Regions from separate parts of the Hordeum vulgare genome. Here region 1 is linked to region 2. A link is a contact called in public Hi-C data. All regions are on one chromosome and are shown on one strand. The core of a region is the stretch at or near the end of the contact, and the rest is flanking DNA. Distances in the headings are between cores, read along the strand shown.

Region 1 (3,306 bases), core at 567-3,066, 96 kb before region 2:
TTGGTTTAGCTTTGCCCAGTTGCAAACACTGGGCTTCCGTGGGCAATTGGCCTTTCCCTATTTATTCCTCCATTATATTTTGTTTTCTCATCCACACTGCTATGGCGTCGACTATATCTCTGAAATCTCTAGTTAAGGGATACCCATATCTTAAAAAAAACTAGTTAAGGGATACCCCTTACCAACTCACTCTTCGCCTTCTCTGGCGCTAAGAAGTGACACACATCACAGCCTGGAAGTTTTTTCTTTTTGTAGTTTCGTTTAATCAAAACATTTTATCTCTTGAACTGCGCATCCAGACACCAAGCTGTTTTTAATGTTGGATTTCGCTTTGATATCTTCGAAACTAAGTCTCATGTTAATAGGTTTTGATCAGTTTTTTTCACGAAAATACCAAAAAAAAAAGAAGGAAGAAAACCGGCAAAAAGTAAAAATAAAAATAGAAGAAAAAACCTGCAGCCTGGAAAACACACTTGAGGTTCTCACTTTTTTTTTGAGGGGGGGAGGGGGGACACATGGATGTACTTCTCATAGAAGTACAACCTGTGGTTTTCCCTTTTTACAATAAATCATTACAGTGATTTTCCCTTATCGAGTGCTTCTCGTGGAATCATAGTTTGTGCTTCTGATGAAAAGCACACATAATGCTTTTTAAGAGGAAAATATGTGACTCTGACAAAGAGCTTGGGCATAACAAATTGGTGCTTCCAGAAAAAACACAATTCCTTGTGCTTCTTGAAAAAAGAAATATTCCAGCAAAACCTAGGGAAAGCGAGACAAGAACCTAAAAAAAGTTTTAAACCCTAAAAATCAATAAAAAAAATAAAAAAATGCCCAGTGCGGGACATATGATGACGGCTAGGCGCACCATTTGACACACTCTAAAAAATATCCGTGCGGGAGCCCCAAAGGGTAACCGTAAATTAATTTCTCTCTTATATCATGCTTATAGCGAGTCCTATGGTTTAAACGCGTCAACCCACTTCTCCTCGTTCAGGCCGAGGACCCACTTCTACTCGTCCACTCGCTCAATTAGGATCGACCCCTTGCCATACTATTCTTTTTCTTCACATTTTTGTTTGTTTTATTTTTCACTTTTGGTTTTTGTTTGTTTTCTTTGTTTTGTCACGGTTTCCTTCTGTTTTTTCTACTTTTTTTTTCCTGTTTCACCTTTTTGTGTTCCTTTCGCAATTTTTGGAGGTTTTTTAATTCTTTTTTCTTCTTGTACTAGATAGTTATGAGACCGTTGTGCTAAGTTCCTATAATACCAGCACACCAGAACAACAATTATCGTTGATGAAGAGAAGCATAGATCGAAAAGATCCAACTTGTAGGCACACGAATGAAGACTGGATTCACGTGGATGCATCAAAGACAAACGCCGACCGAATCCCATAGAATCTGTTGGAAACAAAAATCTTCACACTCCCTGATCCGACAATGCTAGAAGCACCGCTGAGACGGGTGCTAGACGGGAAGAATATTATTTCATCTCAAAGAGTTGTCGTTGTAACATCTCTCTGAACATGACACAAATCCTGATAAAACTCAAATAAGCCTTAAAAAAGAGCTGACCAGCGGCCAACAAGGTTGCGCCTCTATGACCCTACGGCCACAAGAGACAAAGCTGACCAGCGACGGCGCCAACAAGAGGCAGGAGAAACCCTAACGGCGGTGGGTCCTAGCGTACTAGTGGCGCCTAAAAAGCGCGGTCACGTTGGCGCCACGACGAAGCCAAACTCCAAAGTAGATCCATGCATGGCCTTCCCAAAGGATACGATGCATGACGCGTCTCCTGTTCATGTTCACCTCGTTTCGTCCTCATGCGCGCTGTAGCCCGTGGGCGCTTCGGCCGGGAGCGCGGCGTCGTACGACCGAAGCAAACGCGAACAGCGACGTACGTGCTACGCTCCACGCCCTCTGGATCGAGCCTCTATCCATTCACAGCAACGGTTGGCCCATGTTTTTCTTTCAATTATTATTACTGGTATCCTTTTATTTTGAATAGACAAGAAAAAAAAACCCGAAGCGAGTAGTGAATTTGCATCGCCGTACAAATTTGTGTGGCCAGAGAGGCCCGGATGATGATGCTCAACGACAGCGAGCGGGGGCTCGCCGGGACCGTGGGACGGCAAGCAAGCCCTAAAAGATCTTCGCTGGATCATCGTCATCGTCATCATCGTCAGTCGCCACCTGCATTTTGTGATGCCCGGAGATCGACGGGCCGACGAACGATGGTGGTGCCGCTGGAATATTTGCGAGAGGGAGATGGCAAATTAACGCAGGCACAGCGACATATTCTTTCCTGCTTTTTTTTTGGCGGAAAGAGGCGGGATATCGCTGCCGAACCCGACGCATATATTCGTTTGAGTTTTTGTTTTCGGCAAGGAAACCTGTCTCCGAAACATTTCCGCAACGTTCGTTTAATGGAGTTTTATTAGCGTGATGCGTATGCGATGGGAAATCCCGATCTAGAAAACGCTGAACGTGGATGCATATTGGAGAGACCGTATTGTACTTGACTTTGTGCATGTTTCTGGTCTGCTTCCGGATCGCTCTCGATATTAACTTCAACGGCGAGTTCATACATCAATTCCCGCGGCGGCTGGGCCCACGTGCGGCGCGGGTGGACGTGGGTGCATACACAGTCCATGACTGCTTACCATGTGGCCATCGGCAAGTAAATGCATGGCCACTCATGACCGTCATGTCATGTTGCTCTAGCTGGATCGCTGACTTGTCCTATCTCTCTCGCGACCAAACCTCTCTCTCGCCACCCCGCTTCGCCTCCCCGACGGCGGCGGGGAACCCTAGCCGCGCCGCCTCGGCCCCCTCCCCACCTCGTCCCACCTCCTCGCCGCCGCCTGAGGCAGCCGCCGGGCAAGCCCGAGGCATCAAGGATGGTGGTGGCGGGATCTCGGCTAACCTGGCTCTGCGTGGGGAGTCTCGGATATGGAGCGGCGGCTCCTTTTGGCGAGGCACGGCAGGCTATGGCGAACAGCTGTACGGGCGGTGGATCTGGCGTCATGGCCGTACGGGCGGCGGGATCCCGGTGGTCGTTGGCGGCTGGTGGCGGCTTCTGCGACGGTCGGTGCGCGCGATCTGACGCCTCCCCTCCTCCTCTGTTCGGCATGCGGACCATCCTGGTCGGGCCGCGCTTCCCTTGGTCGCCGGTTCTGTACAGGAGGCGCTGCTGGTGGCGGGGATCTAGTTCGGGCGAAATCCCTGGCCGGCCATGGCCGGCCGCGCCGACGGCGTTGCCTTGGGCGCCGTTCCCCTCCTTGGAGGCGTCGGTATGAACTGATC
Region 2 (3,193 bases), core at 604-3,103:
CGGCCCTCGCCGCCTCCGCTCGCGCCGCCCGTGAGCCGACGACCAGAGGAGCAACCCCACCTAGATCTGGAACAGCTGCCACCCCGATGCGTCGCCCTCACCGCCGCCACCGTGGCTCCACAAGCCAAGGGAGGAGCCCCTTGCACCATAGCATCACCGCGTGGAGCAGTTGAGCAGCGTCGCCCCCACGCTCGAGAACAACGACCGAGGGGTCCCGCCACCGCCGCGCCGTCAGGGCTTTGGCCCTTACACAAATATGTAAACATCATATTTATAACTGGAAACACAGATCCATATTTTCAATTTGTTTCCTATCTTTTCCGGTGACTGTTAGCCTATCCTGTTATGTATACGAGATTATTTGCTCTCTCATGCTCAGTTGTTTTACAGAAACATTGTAACACTAACATATCCTTTTTACTAATTCCATAGTTTATGATGATTGGCATCAGACACACCTTCAACATATACCAACTATATCTCATAAAAGTACGAAACAGAATGGTGTCGTGGAGGCGTGTATCGTGTGATGTATAACTCCGACAAAGACCATTTTTGGAGCTGCTAGCTTCCGTAAGGGCGTCGCCGAAAGAAAGTAACGTATCCCCGCAAAAGAAAGAAAGTGTTGCAATTAAAAAGATTGTACTTTTTTGTGGGAATTTAAAGAGAATATACTGCGGGCATCAACTTTTTTCGATCTAAAAAGAGTGTGAACAAGCGTTGTAGGAATATACCAAGACGACATGCCCGGAATAATAAGGGCATGTACAACAGGGTACAGTCAGCAAAATAGCTGACATGGGAGAGAGAGTTCTAGCGACGGCCGGTTGCCGCATACTCCCTCCGTCCGGTAATAAGTGTACATTTTCATTTTCTGTCAGTCAAACTAGTTAAATTTTGACTAACTTTATTAAAAAAGATGCTAGCATTTATGACATCAAATTAGTATGAATAGATTTATCTTTATATGAAGTTTTCAAATATATCATTTTCATGTTATATATGTTGCTACTATCTTTTTTTTATAAAGTTGGTTAAATTGTAAAAAAATTGACTAAGTAAAAATCTATATGTACATTTATTTGTGGACGGAGGGAGTATATCGCTAGATATAGCCGGATCTTTTCCCGTTGTACGACCGCATGGTTTACCACAGACCGCATCGTGGGTAGGAAATCCCTTACAATATGCACGCACGTTATGAAATTTTAGACCAGCCTAACGACAATCCATTGTAGTACTCCCTCCGTTCCTAAGTCTTTAAAGAGGTTTCATTAGTGGACTACATACGGATGTATATAGGCATACTTTAGAGTATAGATTCACTCATTTTGCTTCGTATGTAGACTTTTAATGAAATATTTTAAAAGACTTATATTTAGAAACGGAGGGAGCAGTTGTCTGCAAATGACGTGGAGGGATATTATAGACAACAGCCGTCTAATCTGTTGTAGATGCCCTAACAAAGAAACCCGAACCTAAAAGAAAACGTGGAGAAATATTTTCACAAGGCACAGCGTTTTGTTAAGGTAGCCTACCTATTTTTAGTTACCGTGGAGAAGATATTTCTCTTTTGGAACGTGGAGCCGTTTCGCAGCCCGTGTTCGCAACGCAACGCGAGGTAGGCATATCCCCCGCTATCCGGGAAGGAAGGAAACGTTTTATTTACCGCCTGCCATTCACGGCGCTCAGTCAGCGTGCCAGCCAAAACAGTCCAAAAATATTCGAGAAGGCGACGCCAATTCCGCCTCCTCCTTCAATTCCCTCCACCCTCCCCACATCCACCCCACCCCACCCCCTCCCCCCCGCCGCCTATAAGATCGCCAGGCGGAGCCGGGCGCACGCCATTTCCTTCCCCCCCTCCCTCCCCCCGCCCGCCGTGCTGCTACCCGCAGTCGCGCACCGATCTGCTTCGCCGCGCCAGTCTAGCCGTCGCCGCTCCCTCCCTCTCTCTGCCTGCCTGCATGGCGTCCACGCCGGCGGGCATCTACGGCAGGCTGAACAGGACGAGCACGCGGGCCTTCCTCGCATACTTCGCCGGCGGAGCCGCCTGCGCCGCCGCCCTCGCCTGCTTCGTCGTCGTCGCCTCCACCGCCGCGCCCAATGGCGCGCCCCGCCTCTCCTCCCGCTCCGCTCGCGTCTGGCCCGTAAGCTACCCCGCCCCGCCCCGCCCCCTTCGAGCCTAACCCCTCGCACGCTCGTGTGGTGTTTGTCGGCTGACCCCCCCGTCTCGCTTCAGGACCTCGAGTTCAACTGGCGGCTCGTGGTGGCCACCGTCGTCGGCTTCCTCGGCTCCGCGTTCGGCACCGTCGGCGGCGTCGGCGGCGGCGGCATCTTCGTGCCCCTCCTCAACCTCGTCCTCGGCTTCGACACCAAGTCCGCCGCCGCGCTCTCCAAATGTAAGCCGCCCGCTCTACCACCCGTCTCGACCGTCCGACGGGTCGATTCTGCTCACACGCGTGGAATTTTTGTCTTGCTTGCGCGCAGGCATGATCATGGGGGCGTCGGCGTCGTCGGTCTGGTACAACCTGCAGGTGTCGCACCCGACCAAGGAGGCGCCGGTGCTCGACTACAAGCTCGCGCTGCTCTTCCAGCCCATGCTCATGCTCGGGATCACCATCGGCGTCGAGCTCAGCGTCGTCTTCCCCTACTGGCTCATCACCGTCCTCATCATCATCCTCTTCGTAGGTTGGTGTCCTCGCTCGATCGATCGTGCTGCCACAACGTGCCGTTAATAATAAAGCCATGCCCTGACTTTCGTGCTGGCGGCCTAGCTCCTTTGTGTGCCTTGTCAGTCAGATCACTAAAGTGGACGTTTTTTTTGGCGCGTGATCAACTCCTTGCAGGAACCTCCTCGCGGTCCTTCTACAAAGGCATCCTCATGTGGAGGGAGGAGACAAGGATCCTGGTTAGTTCTTGTCACATTGGCCCTGCCCCTGTTACCTGCCTTAACATTAATAGGATTGTGTTGTGAACATCCTTGTGTGAATGATTGCAGATGGAGACACGGGAGCGAGAAACCCAGTCCAAGTCTTCTGGTGCCAGTGCTACCAACGATGGTACTACTAACTTTTTACTTGCATCGAAGTTTCCAGTCAGTATCCATTTTTCTCATTTTTAACATGCTGTAATTTTTTTACTCAATATCTGCAGTGGTTCTTGACCCGAGTTATGCAGAGCCTCTCCTGCCCCA

What was found. Hi-C and Micro-C count contacts between places; a contact is called where the count stands out from the background.
Region 1: a Hi-C map of leaf shows a contact between it and region 2, with 6 times the contacts expected there. The contact joins the enhancer-like site here to the promoter of LOC123447639 in region 2. A contact is called at or near these places in 3 of 6 Hi-C or Micro-C datasets (leaf and seedling).

The regions. Positions count from the first base shown.
Region 1 is chr4H:23,981,646-23,984,951 of MorexV3_pseudomolecules_assembly, reverse strand. No RefSeq gene overlaps it. Among protein-coding and RNA genes, the nearest start is that of LOC123447639, 96 kb to the right of the region's middle. Within about 2 kb of position 1,816, at least 3 of the 3 cell types and tissues checked have open chromatin away from gene starts, as enhancers often do. A contact at or near this core is called in leaf and seedling, where this site is marked.
Region 2 is chr4H:23,885,881-23,889,073 of MorexV3_pseudomolecules_assembly, reverse strand. LOC123447639 (sulfite exporter TauE/SafE family protein 4) reads left to right here and starts at 1,853. Exons shown (of 12, transcript XM_045124249.1): 1 at 1,853-2,147; 2 at 2,240-2,399; 3 at 2,488-2,688; 4 at 2,847-2,908; 5 at 2,999-3,059; 6 at 3,154-3,193. The coding sequence starts at 1,965.